Regions from separate parts of the Arabidopsis thaliana genome. Here region 1 is linked to region 2. The links are chromatin contacts, called in public targeted proximity ligation maps. All regions are on one chromosome and are shown on one strand. The core of a region is the stretch at or near the end of the contact, and the rest is flanking DNA. Distances in the headings are between cores, read along the strand shown. Region 1 holds the start of AT1G76892 (a long non-coding RNA gene). Region 2 holds the start of AT1G76810 (eukaryotic translation initiation factor 2 (eIF-2) family protein).

The links.
Region 1: a targeted proximity ligation map of shoot shows a contact between it and region 2, with 11 read pairs. A contact is called at or near these places in 12 of 26 Hi-C or Micro-C datasets (callus, leaf, root and 3 more), 1 of 2 datasets of targeted methods (shoot) and 1 of 3 other capture datasets (seedling).

Annotation. Positions count from the first base shown.
Region 1 is chr1:28,871,394-28,876,883 of TAIR10.1, forward strand. It overlaps AT1G76892 (a long non-coding RNA gene), which reads left to right and starts at 3,298. Exons shown (of 1, transcript NR_139959.1): 1 at 3,298-3,606. It overlaps GT2 (Duplicated homeodomain-like superfamily protein), which reads right to left and starts at 4,042. Exons shown (of 2, transcript NM_106340.4): 1 at 3,584-4,042; 2 at 1,659-3,318. The coding sequence starts at 3,810. The coding sequence ends at 1,818.
Region 2 is chr1:28,833,802-28,839,451 of TAIR10.1, forward strand. AT1G76810 (eukaryotic translation initiation factor 2 (eIF-2) family protein) reads right to left here and starts at 2,947. Exons shown (of 13, transcript NM_106331.5): 1 at 2,712-2,947; 2 at 586-2,582; 3 at 1-500. The coding sequence starts at 2,509. It overlaps AT1G76820 (eukaryotic translation initiation factor 2 (eIF-2) family protein), which reads left to right and starts at 3,772. Exons shown (of 13, transcript NM_106332.6): 1 at 3,772-3,869; 2 at 3,959-5,548; 3 at 5,628-5,650. The coding sequence starts at 3,995.

The DNA of each region.
Region 1 (5,490 bases), core at 2,048-4,547, 38 kb after region 2:
AAAATAAAAAGTCCATAATAATGGATAACTTGGATAGTTTGAATATAATGATGCAGCAGTCAAACGTTTCTACGATAGCCACAAATTTTTTAAGTTGGGTTATATTGCTTGTTTGGTTACGACTTACGAGTTTAGGTCTAATGATTTTGAAACTTAATTGTCAAAAAACTATTTACCGACAACATGATAATTGAAAGAAAAAAAATGAAACTTGGAAAACCCGAAGTGCAGAGAAGTGGGCATGGAAAAGGGAAAATGAGATGTGAGAAAGAATGGTGGCTACTTATTAGGAACGGAATCTTCTTCTTTTTCTTTTCCGCAAATGTTTTTATAATTTCTATTTGCATCTCTTTTTTTCCGAGGGGCTAAAACAATGATGACGACCCAAATACAGTAGATGTGTGTATAATCATAATCCATAAATGAGAGTGCAATATGAGATAAATTAATTACTTTGAATCCTTCGGAATTGATGAGTTCTTGAGCATTACGGGAATACAACAATTACAATTCAAGATATTTTAAAAAAGTTTCCCCTAATTGACCTAAAAGAGGTGATATATCCAAAAAGAAAGTGATTCTTTTTGCTATAAATGGTTTTTTTTGAAAAATAAGTTTCGGCAAAGCATAATATCAAAGTTAGCTTTTACTTTTGTTTTGACACGACAAAGGTCAACATTTCGTGGGGGGACATAAAGAAGTTTTAGGCAAATGATTTCTCATGGCGTTGAAGAGCAAAAGTCTATTTTCTATGACTCTAAAATATGCCACGGAACATCTTTAACTTTGTTTTTCGTAGTTACAAAACTCGCATATATATAAATCCATTCTAGTGTTACTGGATAATTCAAACGTTAAGTTTAGCCTCCAGTGGTTAGTACTTGTTTGATTATAAGAAGACAGCGGAAAAATCATAAACTCCATATACACAATTTAGTACTTAATGTTCAAGCTGCCAAAGGAGCAAGAGAATGTTCTGCCGGTATAAGTATATGATCTGCCTAGATACATGTTACATGCATACATAAGCATGCAATAGAAGATTAACATAAAAAAAAAACTCCACAAAAATTAATTAGAAAACAAGTTTATTTATCATCATCAAGTTTTGTTTAATTATGCTTTACTAATTTTTATTTTTATTTCTGTTTCCTTTTAAAGTTATCTTTTCACTGGACAATCTTAATTAATGTAGTCTTTTCATTTAAAATACGACACTATTATTTTCTGGCAACTGTTCAATACTAACATTAATTCCAATATAATGTGTGTTTGTTGGGTTCCACCTCGTGACATGTAGGCACAAATTACAGAAAGAAACGCACCAACGCCATCTACCACACGGACTATACTTTTCATTACACGATTTAAGGTAAATTTACATATTAGAAATTTAGAATGGGATAAGAAATAAGAAGTTAAAGTTGAGATTCATATTAAAAAGAAAGAAAAAAATGATGAAAACGACGACCCAATTTGAATTTGTAGGTCCAAAAGTTTATTACTTGTGTCGGGTACCCATGGATATAGATGGATGCTTGATTACCCTTGGCTTCTCCCAACCAATTGGGCCAATTTTGATTCAATTTTCATCAGTTGATACTATAGTGAAACTTCTGGTTCTATAAATTACTAGTATTAGATAAACATCTCACATATTTCTTTAAAATCAATTATTTTATTAAATATATCACGAAATGGAATACTAATAACTAAAAAATCAAGCCATTTACTTACATTTGTTGTATATGCTTTTTTTTTTTCCTTCAACCCCATTTTACAGGAAAGTGTATATAATAAAATGATTATAAAACCACTTAGGTGAAAAGATTATTGTTAATGTCCATAGGTGAAGATGTTTTGTTCAACACAATCTCGAACTCACTTGTCTCATTGTCTCCTTCTCCCTCTTCTTCTTCATCGTATTCATCTTCTTCACTCTCTCCTTCTTCTTCATCTTCTTTATCACCAACTTTTTCCCTCTGATCAGTCTCAAACTCGGTCTGGGTTTCTTGCGAGAGAAGCAACTGTCTCTGTGGAGTCACCATTAGAGGCAATGGCAATGGCATTGCCCCACTTTTGTTCCTCTCGTTGTACAAAGCTTCGAGCTGGTGAAAATAAGGGCAAGTCTTGGAATCAAGGGGACGTTTCTTGTTGCTTTCTTTGACTTTCTTAAAGTACTTGTTGATGTTTTCCCACTTCTCTTTGCAGCGTTTCGCGCTTCTATTGTATCCCAATCTTCTCATCCCTGCAGAGATCTCTTCCCATAATGGTCCCTTAGTACCGTTTTCTTGATAGTTAGCTTCAAGATTCTTTCTTATCCTTATCAAGGCCTCGACCTCGGTTTTAGGCCATCTTGAAGAACTAGGAGACACCGAATGATTGTTATCGTAATTCCCCATCTTTATTGTTGTATCCAATAGAACCGCCCTCGGCTCTTTACTCTCAAACGTTATTGAATGATCGCTTTGATATTGTTTCCTTTGTGATGGTTTATGATTATGTTGTTGCGGTTGTTGTGGTTGTCCTCCTGAGATTTTGTGTAAGAAGGATATGATTGCAGCGTCTTTAGCTGCAGCATTGGACCTCTCATGGATTAATGTTTCGTGTTCTCTGTTGATTCTCCCTATCTCTTGGACCCTCCAAGCTTCTTCTCTTGAGATTCTCTCTTTCTCACGATACTCCAGTGTTTCCAAGAACCTTTTTTGCATCTTCTCTTGTTTCTCCATTAACTCTTTTGTCAACTTCGTAAACAACCCTTTCCAATACTTCCTCTTCTTTCTCGAGCTCTTAACCTGATGATGATCTTCTTCCTCGTCAGATGCAGTAGATGAAGAAGTTGAGCTCGAGAAAAGATTCAGCGATGAAACATTGTTCATCAAGTCATTTGAAATTGGCGGCTGGCTAACAGTAGTAGTATTGTTGCTGCTATAAAAAGGAAAAGGCGTCGTGGAAGATGGTTGCTTGGCGAGGAAGGTAGGGTTTGTGGTGATGGGTTGTACACTAACCTGATGATGATGTTTCAACGGTGAAGAACTTTTTTCGGTTGATGGATTGCTAGAGCTAATCCATGGTATCAAGGAAGAGGTTGCGGGCGCGTTCGTGATCACTGCAGAAGATTTCGCGGGTTGCGACTCAGGTTCAGGTTGATAGGAACTGAGAGTCTCGAAAGCTTCTAACTCTTCGAAAAACCGGTAAGTTTTGCCTTCGGATTTCCCGGTACGACCTTCTTTGGTACGTTTGTGGTACTTGTACACGTTCTCGAACTTCTCCTTGCATTTCTTTGAACTTCTCTTGTAACCAAGCTCCATCATTTTCCTAATTCATGTATCAATCAATAAACTCATAATTAAGAAACAAATATTATCCAAACTTTTTCTTAGCTAGTTGTATGTAATACATATACCTATAAGCAAATAAATAGGCTTGTAGTCATATATTTCAAATGAATTACCGAAATATATGACTACACATATTATATATACATCCCATAAATATGTGAGACGAAAATATATGATCATAAAATTTCTGCTTAAATTTTCTACTTTATAAATATATATGCATGTAACAAAATATAACAAACCTGGAAATTTCTTCCCATAAGGGAGCTTTGAGAGTAGAGTCACGAAAAGCTTTATCCATCTCTGAACGTATTCTCAATAGAGCTAAAGTCTCTGGTCTTGGCCACCGGTTTCCTCCGCTGCCGGCTCCTTCACCGGTTTCCTCCATCTTCATATCTTTTTCCTCCTCGACGGAACCTCCCACGCCGCCGCCTGAGCTCTCTAACAGTCCTTCTGAGTTTCCAGACATAGCTAAGACTCGAACTTGAATCTTTCTTGAGAGAGATGAGGAGAGTTTCAAGAGAAGACGAAGGTTGTGGTTGAATTTCCTTTTTCTTTTCTTTTTAAATTTTTTTTGTCTATTGTGATTTTATCTTAGGGGTATTTAATTGGGTGGGATGGACCATTTTATCTAGATCTTATAAATATAATACAATTTTCTTCGTATAACTTTATTTTGTATATATATAGTTTTTCTTTCTATATTACAAAAAGAGGAGTAGGACTTAAAAGGGGAACTTTTTTCGCTTTCCTTCTGTCTTTTAATTTGGGAATCTTCTCATTGCTTATAAGAAAAATTTGGTACCAAAAATTAAAGTATTTCCTATAAAACAAACCATATTGTATATTTTATTTATTTCGTTAAGCAATGAATAAACTACTATATGTGTGTCTGGTTCACTGTAACATCTGATTAATGATTGGTTTAATCGGCAAACTAAAATTTCAGAAACTGACCATGTATTAAAATGAAGCTCTTAAATCGAATTTTTGATCGGATATATACACAAACAATTGTTGACTGTACCAATTTTAATCCTAATTATTTAATACGAAATTTTAACGTGGATAATTGGACGGTGTTTAACTGTCCCACTTTACCACTTGTGAGTTGTGTTGTGACCTGTGAGTTACTTAATTAGAATAATTATCTCTATTACACGTCTTTTAATTATTGGAGTGACTTTAATATTAGGTTACTATATAAGCATAGAGTATATTCATAGTAAATAGAACAAAAAAAACCACAATGATGATGAATTGAAATAATAACAACAATAGTATAAGATTGTGAGCTGTGGAGAAGCCTATAAGAATATTATTACATTAATCTTTAAATGATTGAGATCATAATGGATGCTTTTTCGTATAAATTATTATATAAGGCAAAAAAAATAATCAAAGGTAATCAGCAAGAACAGCTGCAGATAGAGACGATAGGGATAATATTCGGGTAATGTAGGCCCACGTGGGCCCATAATAGCTTCTCACCGCCGCTGGATCAAATCGCAAATTGGTCACGACACCGACTGTTAATTTTACCTTTTTATCCCCAAATGTTGACCTCTTTAATCATGCAACTAGTAGTTTATACAAAACCAGTAACACACACGTCATTGTTCACCGTATGATGTTTTTCCAATGTAATCTATAAATGGTGAAACAATACATTTTGTAATTTATACTTTGACGATTTGATGTTATGTATATAGAGCGGTGTGTGGGCGTAATTAATATACGTGGGAGGTTTTGATGTAACATCAAATTACGGTATTAAATTAGACGAGGAGTTAGATAAATGTCGAGGTTATATATGGTTATTAGGCGGATATCAAAAGCATTTATGAGAAAAAGCAAGTAGAGAGACATGATTTAGTTAGCTTATGACCTACCTTATTTAATGTTATTGAAATATTCCGGTGCCTAATAAGTAATAATGTAACGATTTTTTTACGTAAATATTTCATTATTTTGTTGTTTCTTCGACAACCACTGGTTTTAATTTCGTTTTTCGCTCTTGTTCTAAAAATGCGTACCTGTATCATGTCAGTATAAATCAACGTGTTTTCCGTTTGTAGACACATTTGTATTAGATAAATCAAAATAAGTAACGTAAAACTACATCTTAATTGGCAACATAAATGTAAAA
Region 2 (5,650 bases), core at 1,697-4,196:
TTGTGGCTCTAACCCATGCATTATGTCCACCACCAAAATTGCAAGGTCACACAAACTTGAACCTCTTGACCGCAGATTCGTGAAGGACTCGTGGCCAGGTGTATCAATAACTAATAAACCTGGCACCTTGAGTTTTGCATCGGCTTTCAGTTCCTTGGTCCTCTCTCGGATGTTTTCAGCTGGGAAATATGTTGCACCAATCTGCTGAGTAATACCTCCAGCCTCGCCTTCCTGTACATTTGTTCCTCTGATGCAATCCAACAGCTTTGTCTTACCAGTATCGACATGACCCATGATGCAGCAAATGGGAGAGCGGAGATTTTCTTCACCCTCAATAGATTCACTTGGAGCTAAGCCTTTACCCTTCTTAGAGGCATCTTTTGCTCGGGTAGCACGTTTTGTCCGTGTAGCATCTTCCACTTCAGGTGTAGCTTTTACGGCAGCTATTAGTGGTTTGCCTGTACCTGCTGGTTTAGCTGTTGGTTTTTCAGCTTCAGGTTCTGTGTAGAAATGCAAAAGATTAGACAAAAATCAGACAATGGATGGAACACTAGGAAGAACAAAGAACTAAATTTTCATACTAACCTGAATCATGCGCCTTTGATATAGCATCCTTTAATTCTTTCTTAACCACAGGCTGAGCTTCTTCCTCCTCGTCATCAAAATCACCTTTAAGGTTAAGATCGACCGTACCCCAGCTTTTCGCATCCCATTCATCTTCTTCGTCATCTTCCTCAACCCCATTTTCCTGAGCTACATCAGCAGGTCCTGAATTTTCGTCTGTGTTTACTAACTCTATTAAATCAACCTTTCCAGTGTCTGTTAAACCCACTTCACCTAAAGTATCTTGTTCATCTGCTTGATTCTCTTTTGGCTCTACCTCATCTTCCCCCTGAACAGAAGTGTCAATGCCTTTCTGGCGAGATGATTTTTTCTTGTTGGCGTAAATGGGACGCTTTGAGGAAGTAGCATCACCATCATTATCTGCAACAGGAAGACCTCCACCAGCAGCAAGTAACTGGTTCTTAAAAGCCTCCCTCTTTTGAGCTTCAGTCTTTTGCTTTGCTGTTAGAAGCTTGCCCTCTAGCTTCTTCCTCAACAGTTTCTCCTTTTCCTTTTCCTTTCTCTTACGCTTAGCCTCCTCAGCTTGAGCCTCAAGCTCTTCCTGCCTGCGGCGCTCCTCTTCCTCCTTCCTCAATTTTTCTTCTTCTTCCTTCTTTTTTCGCTCTTCAGCTTCTTGCCGACGAGCAAGAGCCTCTTGCATCTCTCTAACATGTTTAGGAATTTTCTTCTCTGCTGCTTTACCCTTTGCATCCTTCTTCTTCGGCTGTAGTGGCTCAGTTACTGATTCTTCTTGTTTTTCCTCCTTAACCTCTACAGAAGAGGTTGCTGCAGCAGCAGCTGCTGCTTTTTTCTCCTTCTCTTTCTCCTTCTTCTTTTTCTTTTTCTTCGCAGCAGCAGTCTCTTCTTCTCCTTCCTTCTCACCAGCATTCTCCACAGGTGCAACTGGCTCAGGCTGAGCTGCTTTCTCTTCTACAGGCGTAGATGAAGCAGGTCTTTCAGCAGCAGGGGTTTCTCCAAGTGCTGCAAGAAGTTTGTCCAAATCTTCCTCTTCCTGTACTGTCCTTCCACTCTTGTTATTCTTCTTCTTTTTCTTACTCTTTCCAGTTTCCACAACCTCCACATTCTTAGTATCAGAAGTTTTAGTTTCGTCTGCAACTGAGTCATCACCTACTGAGGCCAAAACACTGCCGCCCTTCTTTTTAGAAGATTTCTTCTTACCTGAAAACGTTACTTCAGGGCTCTCTTCATCTTCAATTGTATTTTCGTCGTCTCTAGAGTTTGAAGCATCAGTCCCTTCTTCTTCATCGAGCAAATCAGCGGTAAACGAGTTAGTGTTCTTCTTCGAAGACTTAGATGACTTCTTTTTCTTACCAGAGAAGGTGATAGGAGACTCTTCTTCCTCATCTTCGTGCACTTCCTCTGTATCATCATCATCACTACCAAGTGCATCAAAAGCTGAAGCGGCAAATGAATTACCGCCTTTTTTACCCTTCTTAGACGCATGCTTCTTACCCGTAAAACTTATAACTGGCTCATCATCTTTGTCACCATCAGATTCATTATCCTCCTTCTCATCTTCATCATCAAGCAAGGCAAAGCTAACAGAACCACCGCCCTTCTTACCTTTCGACTTCTTCTTCCCAACAAAAGCTATCTCAGGAACATCGTCTTTCACCCCCGCAGCCGAAACCTTATCAGAAAAATCATCATCATCATCCTGCTGCGTACCCTTCTTATTACCTTTCTTACCCTTCTTCTTCCCAGTGATAACAACAACCTTCTCTTCCTCAACTTTAGACTCCTCAGACAACTCAGTACCTATTGAGTACTCATCGTCATCAATTTGAGCACCTTTCTTCTTAGATTTAGTAGCACCAACGAGAGATGACGCAGGAGGTTGCTGCTCAGCATCTCCACCTCGAGCACTCGGCTTCTTCCGCCCCATTGGAAAATTTCAGGTCTGGTTCAGAATTGGTTCCGAATTCTTCCGACTAATCAATAAATCGAGGTGAAATTTCCTACAATTCGAACGGAAACAAATTAGGTTTTCTGGGATCGGCACAACACAATCCTTTTAGAAAATGAAACCACAAGAGAGACGAGGAAGCGATACTGTGGCTAAGAGGAGAGAATCGAAGAAGCTTTACCTTATTCCGGAGAGGAATTAATCGATAGGCTGAGCTAAGTTTAGAGAGAGAGAGCGCGGCGCGGAGAGAGAGAGAGAGAGAGAGAGAGAGTAGAGAACCGAGAAATAGCGAAGCTTTGAGAAACCGGCGTGAAGCTTCCTAGGGTTGAGCTAAACGCTGTGTAGATTTTACCGATTCTAATAAAAAAAAATTGTGACGTTTGTTAAATACTATTTTTTTCTCCGTTTTCTTTCTCGATAGTGTTATTTTTTCTTTTAAAATAAAAGATATGTCATATTCTTTGTTATAAAATGTAATTTCTGAATGGGATTCAACAGTTGTAATTTTCACGTTTTAATATACTGAAATCTAACTTATATAATTAAGACACATAAATTTTATTAATATGGACTAAAATAAGGGAAATCAGCATGATTTAGCTGTTTAAAGTATTCATTTAAAAAAATAATCTTCTCGCGTTATGATTTGTTTGAAATACTTTTCTAAAACATATCCGCATCCAATGTTTTTTGTTTTTGGAAGTTTTTAAGAGAGAGCTTTGTTAAGGCATGAGCTTCTCGATTCGTTTCTCTAGGAACAAAAGAAAACGTAATTGCTTGAAAAGACCTAGGATTGCCACTCGCGTGCAAGGGAGATTGCTTGAGACCGGGTTTCTCTCGGAGAGTCGTGGCGGTCGTTGAAAATTTTCTAGTTTCGGGCAAGTCAGTGAAGTATGATCTCACTCCAGCTCAGGTATCATGGAACATGAACCTTTGGCTTATCTCTGATCTTGACTCATCTCTCTCCATCCTCAACAATGGACACATGCTTCTTTAGCTGACTTTTGTTAGATAGGCATAACATTCATGCTTGTGTGGTTTAGTAGAAACACTTTTCGACTGTCTATGATTGATTCAGCCATTCAGGTGAGAACGGGGCAGATATATTATTCCTTTTTCTTTTGCTTTTGATTTTGTGAATTTGGGCTTGTTAGAAGAAAATGATTAATGTTTGTAAATTGGGTTTTGAATATTGGGCTTGGGAGAGGAGCTTTAATAATTGGGCTAATAATGGATTGGAATTAGAGTTGAGAAATTAGATTAAAAAAAGGATTAGATTAGTGATGAAGTAAGAGTTTTTGCTCTCTCTCAAACGGCTCGCTTTGATTACTCACGTAAGGTAAGCTTCTTCGATTCTCTCATCTCCTGTGTCCTTTGTGCCGATCCTCAAAAAAAACTAATTTTTTTTTACCTGGATTGATTGATTAGCCGGAAAGAATTTGGAACCGGCTCTGTAATTTATCCATGGGTCGGAAGGAGCCGAGTTCTCGAGGTGGAGATGATGAGCAACCACTTGCGTCATCTCTCGTTGGTTCTAAATCTGATAAGAAATCTGTTCAAATTGATGATGATGAATACTCAATATGTCTTGAGGAGCCTAAAGTTGAGGAAAACAAGGTTGTTATCACTGGGAAGAAGAAGGGTAAGAAAAGGAATAAGAAGGGTACGCAGCAGCAGCAGGATGACGACGATGATTTTGCTGATAAGTTTGCGGTGGAGGAAGAGGTTGTTCCGGATAATGCTTTTGTAGGGAATAATAAGAAGTCGAAAGGTAAAAAAGACGGTGGCTCTGTTAGCTTTGCCCTGCTTGCTGATGAAGATAACAGGGAGGAAGCAGAGGATAATGATATCACGTTTTCAGGTAGGAAAAAATCATCTAAAAAGAAGAGCAGCAGTGTCTTGGCCTCAATAGGTGATGAAGAAAGTAGTCAATCTAAAACTTCTGATTCTAAGAGTGTGGAGCTTGTAGAATCGGCAAGGAGTAAGAAACATAAGAAGAAGAACAAGAGTGGAAGGACACTTCAGGAAGATGATGATTTGGACAAGCTTCTGGCAGAACTTGGAGAAACTCCTGCTGCTGGAAAGCCTGCTTCCGAAGAAGAGAAAGATCAAGCTCAGCCTGAGCCAGTTGCACCTGTAGAGAATACCGGTGAGAAGGAGAAGAGGAGACTGTTGAGACTGCTGCAGCCAAGAAAAAGAAAAAGAAGAAGGAGAAAGAAAAGGAAAAAAAAGCAGCTGCTGCTGCTGCGGCAACCTCTTCTGTAGAGGCTAAGGAGGAAAAACAAGAAGAATCAGTAACTGAGCCGCTACAGCCGAGGAAGAAGGATGCAAAGGGTAAAGCAGCAGAGAAGAAAATTCCTAAACATGTTAGAGAGATTCAAGAGGCTCTTGCACGTCGGCAAGAAGCCAAAGAGCGAAAAAAGAAGGAAGAAGAAGAAAAATTGAGGAAGGAGGAAGAGGAGCGCCGCAGGCAGGAAGAGCTTGATGCTCAAGCTGAGGAGGCTAAGCGTAAAAGAAAGGAAAAGGAAAAGGAGAAACTGTTGAGGAAGAAGCTAGAGGGCAAGCTTCTAACTGCAAAGCAAAAGAGTGAAGCTCAAAAGAGGGAGGCTTTTAAGAACCAGCTGCTTGCTGCTGGTGGAGGTCTTCCTGTTGCAGACGATGATGATGATGCTACTTCCTCAAAGCGCCCCATTTATGCCAACAAGAAAAAATCATCTCGCCAGAAAGGCAATGACACTTCTGTCCAGGTGGAAGGTGAGGTAGAGCCAAAAGAAAACCATGCTTTAGGTGAAGTTGGTTCAGCAGACACTGAAAAGGTTGATTTACTAGAGTCAGCAAACTTAGGCGAGAAATCAGGAGGACCTGCTGATGTAGCTCAGGAGAATGGGGTTGAGGAAGATGATGAATGGGATGCAAAAAGCTGGGATAATGTTGATCTTAAAATCAGAGGTGATTTTGACGATAAAGAGGAAGAAGCTCAGCATGTGGTTAAGAAAGAATTTAAGGCACATTATTCAGGTTAGTATGATATGTAGTTCTTTGCTCTTCTTCCTAGTGTTTAATGTCTGTTTTAATCTAATTTTTTGAACTTTTACAGACCATGAAACTGAAAAGCCAACA